Regions from separate parts of the Ovis aries genome. Here region 1 is linked to region 2. The links are chromatin contacts, called in public Hi-C maps. All regions are on one chromosome and are shown on one strand. Each heading gives the region's core, a stretch centred on a gene start, on an enhancer-like site or on the middle of the called end of the contact. The rest is flanking DNA. Distances are from core to core; before and after follow the strand shown. Region 1 has its middle 99 kb from the start of A1CF. Region 2 holds the start of A1CF (APOBEC1 complementation factor).

What was found. A called contact is a pair of places that touch in the nucleus more often than the background predicts.
Region 1: a contact with region 2 is called in a Hi-C map of liver, with 10 times the contacts expected there. The contact joins the enhancer-like site here to the promoter of A1CF in region 2. A contact is called at or near these places in 3 of 16 Hi-C or Micro-C datasets (liver, omental adipose tissue and tail adipose tissue).

The regions. Positions count from the first base shown.
Region 1 is chr22:8,307,049-8,309,911 of ARS-UI_Ramb_v3.0, forward strand. No RefSeq gene overlaps it. Among named protein-coding and RNA genes, the nearest start is that of A1CF, 99 kb to the left of the region's middle. Within about 2 kb of position 1,278, at least 4 of the 54 cell types and tissues checked have an H3K27ac peak or open chromatin away from gene starts, as enhancers often do. A contact at or near this core is called in liver, where this site is marked.
Region 2 is chr22:8,208,136-8,211,229 of ARS-UI_Ramb_v3.0, forward strand. A1CF (APOBEC1 complementation factor) reads left to right here and starts at 1,492. Exons shown (of 13, transcript XM_060404885.1): 1 at 1,492-1,538.

The DNA.
Region 1 (2,863 bases), core at 28-2,527, 99 kb after region 2:
AGAAGGAAGGATGGATTACCAGGCAGCAGCCGGAAACTTTGGAGTGTGGTGAATACGCTCATCATCCAGACAGCAATGACAGCTTTAGTGAGTATGTAAATGTCAGGCCTGCATCCTCAGTCAGTCCTGCCTGACTCTTTGTGACCCTATGAACTGTAGCCCACCACTCTTCTCTGTCCATGGGATTCTCCAGGCAAGAATCCTGGAGTAAGTTGCCAAATTGTATAGTTTTATTTTGTATAGTTTATTATGTATATTTGTATAGGTCTTATGTCAGTAAGACTTCAATATTTAAAAATGAGTATGGAATAGTAAAAGTATCAGGGTAATTCGAGAAATCAAGAGATGAGAATTCTGATGATATGGGTGCAAGAAAGTATTGACAAAAGGAAAAAGTATGGGCTCGGCTAAATTGCTGTGGAACCCAGGGCCTCTCTCCTCTGGACCCCTATCTTTGACTGTGCGATGTGAAAATTGTTAGACTTCATGCTCTTTAACATTTGTTCCTCTTTTAACAGACTACGCTACCATTTCTGATCACTGACATAAGAGTTCTTCAAATTAGACTTTAAAGAGACTGCCAGCAAGCTCCCTTTTAGAACCTTCAGAATCCTTATCAACTAAAGAGATAGGCTTGCTTCACTCTCCACACTCCTCGCTGCCAGGGAAGGGATCACAGCCTTCCCAAATTGTGCAGAATATCCCAACAAGTGCCCTAAGCCAGTGGTTCCCAGCATTTTTGCCACTGGGGACTAGTTTCATGGAAGACAACTGTTCCATGGACCAGAGGATGGCAGGAGGATGGTGTCAGGATGATTCAAGCACATTACATTTATTGTGCACTTTATTTCTGTTATTATTACATCAGTTCCACCTAAGATCATCAGGCACTAGATCCCAGAGGCTGGGGACCCCCGACCTAGGCAGTAAAATGTTCTCAATGGAAGCCTGATTTACTCTTATCTTGTTAATTCCTATAGGCCTATGATTCTGCCAACCCTGTCCCAGAAAGAACCTTCTTCTCTTCTAAAGAGAACACAACCAGGGAAATCTAAATTTGAGAGATAATTACCCTCTCTGATCTGGTTTTTCCAAACATGGTGGGTAGAGTGTGAGCAATATTAGTGTTTATCCTCTGTCTGGTAGTCATGAAAATTTAAACTCCTGTGAAGTTGTGTATGGTTACATTATAACTTATTAATACTCAGAGTGAGCTCTGTTGGCATGTTTTTTCTGATAAGAGTCAGTATAAATCATGACCCTTGGCTTGTCTTACTGATTTCCTGTTAGAGGTTGTGGACTTTATTGTTAGCCTAATGTCTCTCTGCTAAGTGCTTTGGGAAACATGTTCCAATGTCCAAACACAGTCCCAACCCCCCAACCAAGTTCATGAGATAAAACATTCATGAGATAAAACTGCCCATCTAGTGCTGCGGTGAAAGTCAAAATATTCTGAGGCTTGTGGTTGAACAGAGCTTAGGAGAGAGAGTCAGATAATGAGCCCTCTCAGCTGCTTTTGCACAGTGGAAAGTTTCTAAAGGTGCATAATCTTGATGGAATCTAGGGTACCTGGCTAAACATCAGGGAGGCAAGTGGCCTGATTTACCACCAATTCAACCCATGTCCTCAGTCAAACCATATAAGGTGTCTGGGTGGTCAGTCTCCTCCTCTGTAAAATGAGATCAGGTGCTCTCCACCCCATTGCCTCGAGGAACCAGGTGGGTAACCCAGATGAATGAAAGGCCCAAGTAGGGCTCTACAGATTAGAATAGGGCACCCTCTGCCTGGGTGCATTTATGTTCCATTAAAACGGAACAAAACGGAACACACGCAAAACAAATTTCAGTTTTCAAACTCCAGCTCAAACTCTGATTCAAAGTCACTAAGGTCCACTTGAGCGCTAGAAGCCCAAGACTGTCCGGAGCCCGAGTGTACTGGACAAGGCAGGTGCACCAGCTTAGATCAAGTGTGACATCCAGTGGCCCATTTGCTAATGACACTTAGAGACTTTCAATAGCTTGGGGAATTCTGATCTTTCAGGCACTCAGTTTTGCTGAAAAGATTCCAGTGGAAGAAAGGGAACTGGAACTAACAAGTATTCCCTCCTGGGTTGTAGGCACTGTGAGAACTTTCCCCATTTAGCCTACCCACACTCCACAATGAAAAAACTATGATCATCCACCAAAATGGAAAAGGGAACAGAAGGAGGCATAGAGATGAGCTAACTTATCCAAGTAACTTGTGAAGCTTGCATGGAAGAAATCGTAAATACAGGGCTGGGATGGGGTGGGGGCTGGGACGGAAGCTGGAGAGAGAGGAGACACGTGTATACTTATGGCTGATTCACATTGTTGATGGCAGACACCAACGTGACATTGTAAAGCAATTACCCACCAATTTAAAAATACAATGCAGGGGGAAAAAGGAAAAAAGAAATTGCAAATACTGTCTGACTCCTGAATCCATGCTGCATCCATCCTTCTGGGGTACATGTCTTCAAATTTCTATTTTTAATGTAGAAATTAGTCTGAGGAAGGTTAAGTGATGCCAAACAGTTAATCGCAACGAGGGAAAAGGCTGAGGCTAAAACTCAAGTCTTACAGAAGACCCACCAATTAATATTTTCATTATAAACTCCACTAAACTGAAACATCTTTTATCTCCACCAGGGCCCCTGAAATACAAAGACCCTTTGCTTTGTTTCAGAGAAAAGCTCCCACTCTGAGCACTGGAAGGTTAGAAATGAACTTCTGCTTCATACCAACCATAGGCAGCAGAAAGGAGAGAAAGGAGTGAACAATAATTTAAAAATAAAAAAAAAAACAAATAACTTGAATGTGATGGTAGTACCGTGGATACGGAG
Region 2 (3,094 bases), core at 242-2,741:
AAATCATACACACCCAGACTGAGCCTTCACTAGGAAAACCAAAAAAACTGCCTGGTGAGGGGCATCCACTCCCGAGGAGGCTGTAGAGAGATGCAACACTTAGAGAGCTGTCAGCTGGGAGGGGCCTGATGCCTCCCTCAGGATTCATTCCAGTCACAATCCAAGGCAAAGCAACAGGTCCGGGCGTGTGTTTGCTGAACTTTGTCAGGCATTGCTCCGGGAAAAGTTTAGGAATATCTAGACTTGCTTGTGTTTGAGAGCTGAAAACTGTGGGCAGAACTAGCATTCCAACAGTAGGCTTTATATTACCAGATGCCAGCAAGCAATTTATCTTCCTCTATGCCCATATTATGGAACGATTGACTGTGAAATAAACTAAAACACAGAATGAGCAAGGACTTCTGTTAGTAGTTGGTTCCTAGAAAAGCAGACTCCTCTTATTAGAACTGAAGCTAAGCATGTCCTCTATTTTTAGTGTTAGGGCCTGTGGTTTATAAACCCTTACAATTTACTCAATATTAGAAGGGTTCCCCCCCCCCCAGTGGGCTTTATGACTCTTAGAAATTTCCTGTATAGACTGGAGCTTTTATCAGAGAATTGAGAATGTTGGGTTTATATATTTGGAAATACATTTCCCTGGTGGCTCAGAAGGTAAAGCGTCTGCCTGCAATGCAGGAGACCTGGGTTTGATTCCTGGGTCAGGAAGACCCCCTCCAGTACCCTTGCCTGGAAAATCCCATGGATGGAGAAGCCTGGTAAGTTACGGTCCGTGGGGGTCGCAAAGAGTCAGACACGACTGAGCGACTTCACTTCACTTCACTTCACTTATTCTTTAATAAACACAGTTGCCACTGAGATTGCAAGCAATGAACAGCCTCGGCTCTCATATAACCTCAGTACATGGCTGATTATATGGTTCTCTTAAAATCTGAATGAGCAGCTTATATAAAAAGAAGCCTGCTTTCCCCAACATGATCTGACACTATTTATTTGGTTATGTAAATACCTTATGTGTTCTATTTTTCTAAGTCTGCATTTATCCGCATACTTGACCTAAAACTCCACACTTTATTCCATGTAATACAATGATATAAGGAGTGTGAAACATTCTCTTAAATTACCATAGGCTTAATATCATTTTGGCATAGCAGAAAACAAGGGACCTAATATAAAGGAAAGCTTAGTTATCCAAATCGCAGTGTTCTACTTTTTAAAATATATGTCACTTAAAACACATCAAAATAATATTCACCTCAATGATTTTTAATACAAAATTCATTTTAATATGGTAAACAAATGACAACAGTAATTTTGTAGATTATGCTTGGGTTGTAGTGACCCAATTATCTGGTCAAAGGGCTGCATGGATGCAAGAGACAGGGTGAGTTAAAGTTTAACTCCCAGGAATTGTAAACCAAACCTAAAACCACTGAACCTTTGGAGTTTGATATGATGATTAGAGCATAACAAGCGTGACACGTTGAATTCGCCATAATCAAGGAAGCCTTTTCCGGGTGGGGATCTCTGAAATCACTCAGGTATGGTCCATGTGTTTCGATTTTTCTATTTCAACTCTGTGAAACTGTGCTGTGTGGATCAGTGGGAACGCAGCGAAACAGCTTTTACGCACTTCCACAAGACAGCTGAATTCAGGGATATTTCTAGTTTGCTTTTATACTGATAAAGCCATCTGAAAACAAAAGAAAATATTAGAATGATCATATAATCTCAAAATGAGACAACAGCCGGCTTTTGTCCTTTGATTTAATCAATTTCTGAGGGTAGAAAAATAATGTAGATTTATCACACCAGGTTCAAGAGTCAGGCTAATGTTTCTGAGAAATGTATTTAGCAATAGCCAGACAGCCGGGAGAGTTGTGGTTGACTGTCTGTTCTGGTCCTCGGATCTGGGGAAGCATAAAAGTGTAATTAACAAGAGAGATGGTATTGACATCACTGACAGATTCTGCATTCTCTGTGGGGGTCATGATTTCTATCATACTTTAGATTTCACATATTCATTTATCTCCCTCCCTTTCCTCCTTTATCCTGCACCACCAACAAAACCACAAGAAAACGAAACAAAAACAGTCATGGAAAATTTTTGGTCTTGAGTGTATTAAACCTCTACCTTCAGATGGCTTAATTCTTAGATCGTTTCCTTTCAGGATGGTTTGGGCAGCTGTGCTGCAGTGGATATATTTCACATGATCATTCTGTTCACTCCGAAAAGATGATTCACAATCAGACTATGATGGTCTTCTATCTAAAAAAGGAAATCAATCAGGGCACTTACCAGGAATATCTCATTCCTCCCAGAAATCTCTTAAATATTCTAATTGAAATAGTTTTGTTCTATAATTGCCAGAGTAAGTTCCAGGGAGAATGGTAAAGAAGTGTGTTCCAAGTCAAATAAGTTTTTTGGACTGTTCAGCTGTGCACTGTGTGTCTTCAAGAAGATGGCTAACAGAGCATTAGTTTGCATTGGGCAGGATTAGTGTTTTGTAAAACGTGTGTTGGCAAATTCAACTCTTGCTATAATTTAGCAACATCAAAGATGTGGTGGTCTGGCCTGAAAAATTCTTTATTATACGTGCTAAGATGCATACAATAGGGCATAGGTTAAGAAATACAAGTGAGATCACTGATTTTAAAGCACTGAAGCCTTCCTCTGTTAAATATAGGTAATAAACATATGACTTACAGGTTCGTTTTTAAGGACCATATTTTCTGGAATAGTATGGATACTCTACATTTGAGAAAATTCTCACACTTTACTGTTTCAGTTTATTATTTATCAAATGTAAGGGAAGGGGAAAGATGGTTGTCCAAAAAAAAGAAAAAAGAAATTAGTTATTATGGATAAACCTAAAGTTCCATAGTGGATATAAAAACACTGAATATTTAGTTATTATGTTCACCTGGGCTAATACCAAGTTGGTTTTCTGTCATTTCAAATGTAACCTTCCCTACACTGTATTCAGTGGATGTTAATACATGTGGTTTCCAAAGGGAGACTGTGTTGTTAAGTAAGTTGAGGAAATGGCAGACAATTAAAGCAGGTCTTGTTACTACATGAGTAATAATAACGCTG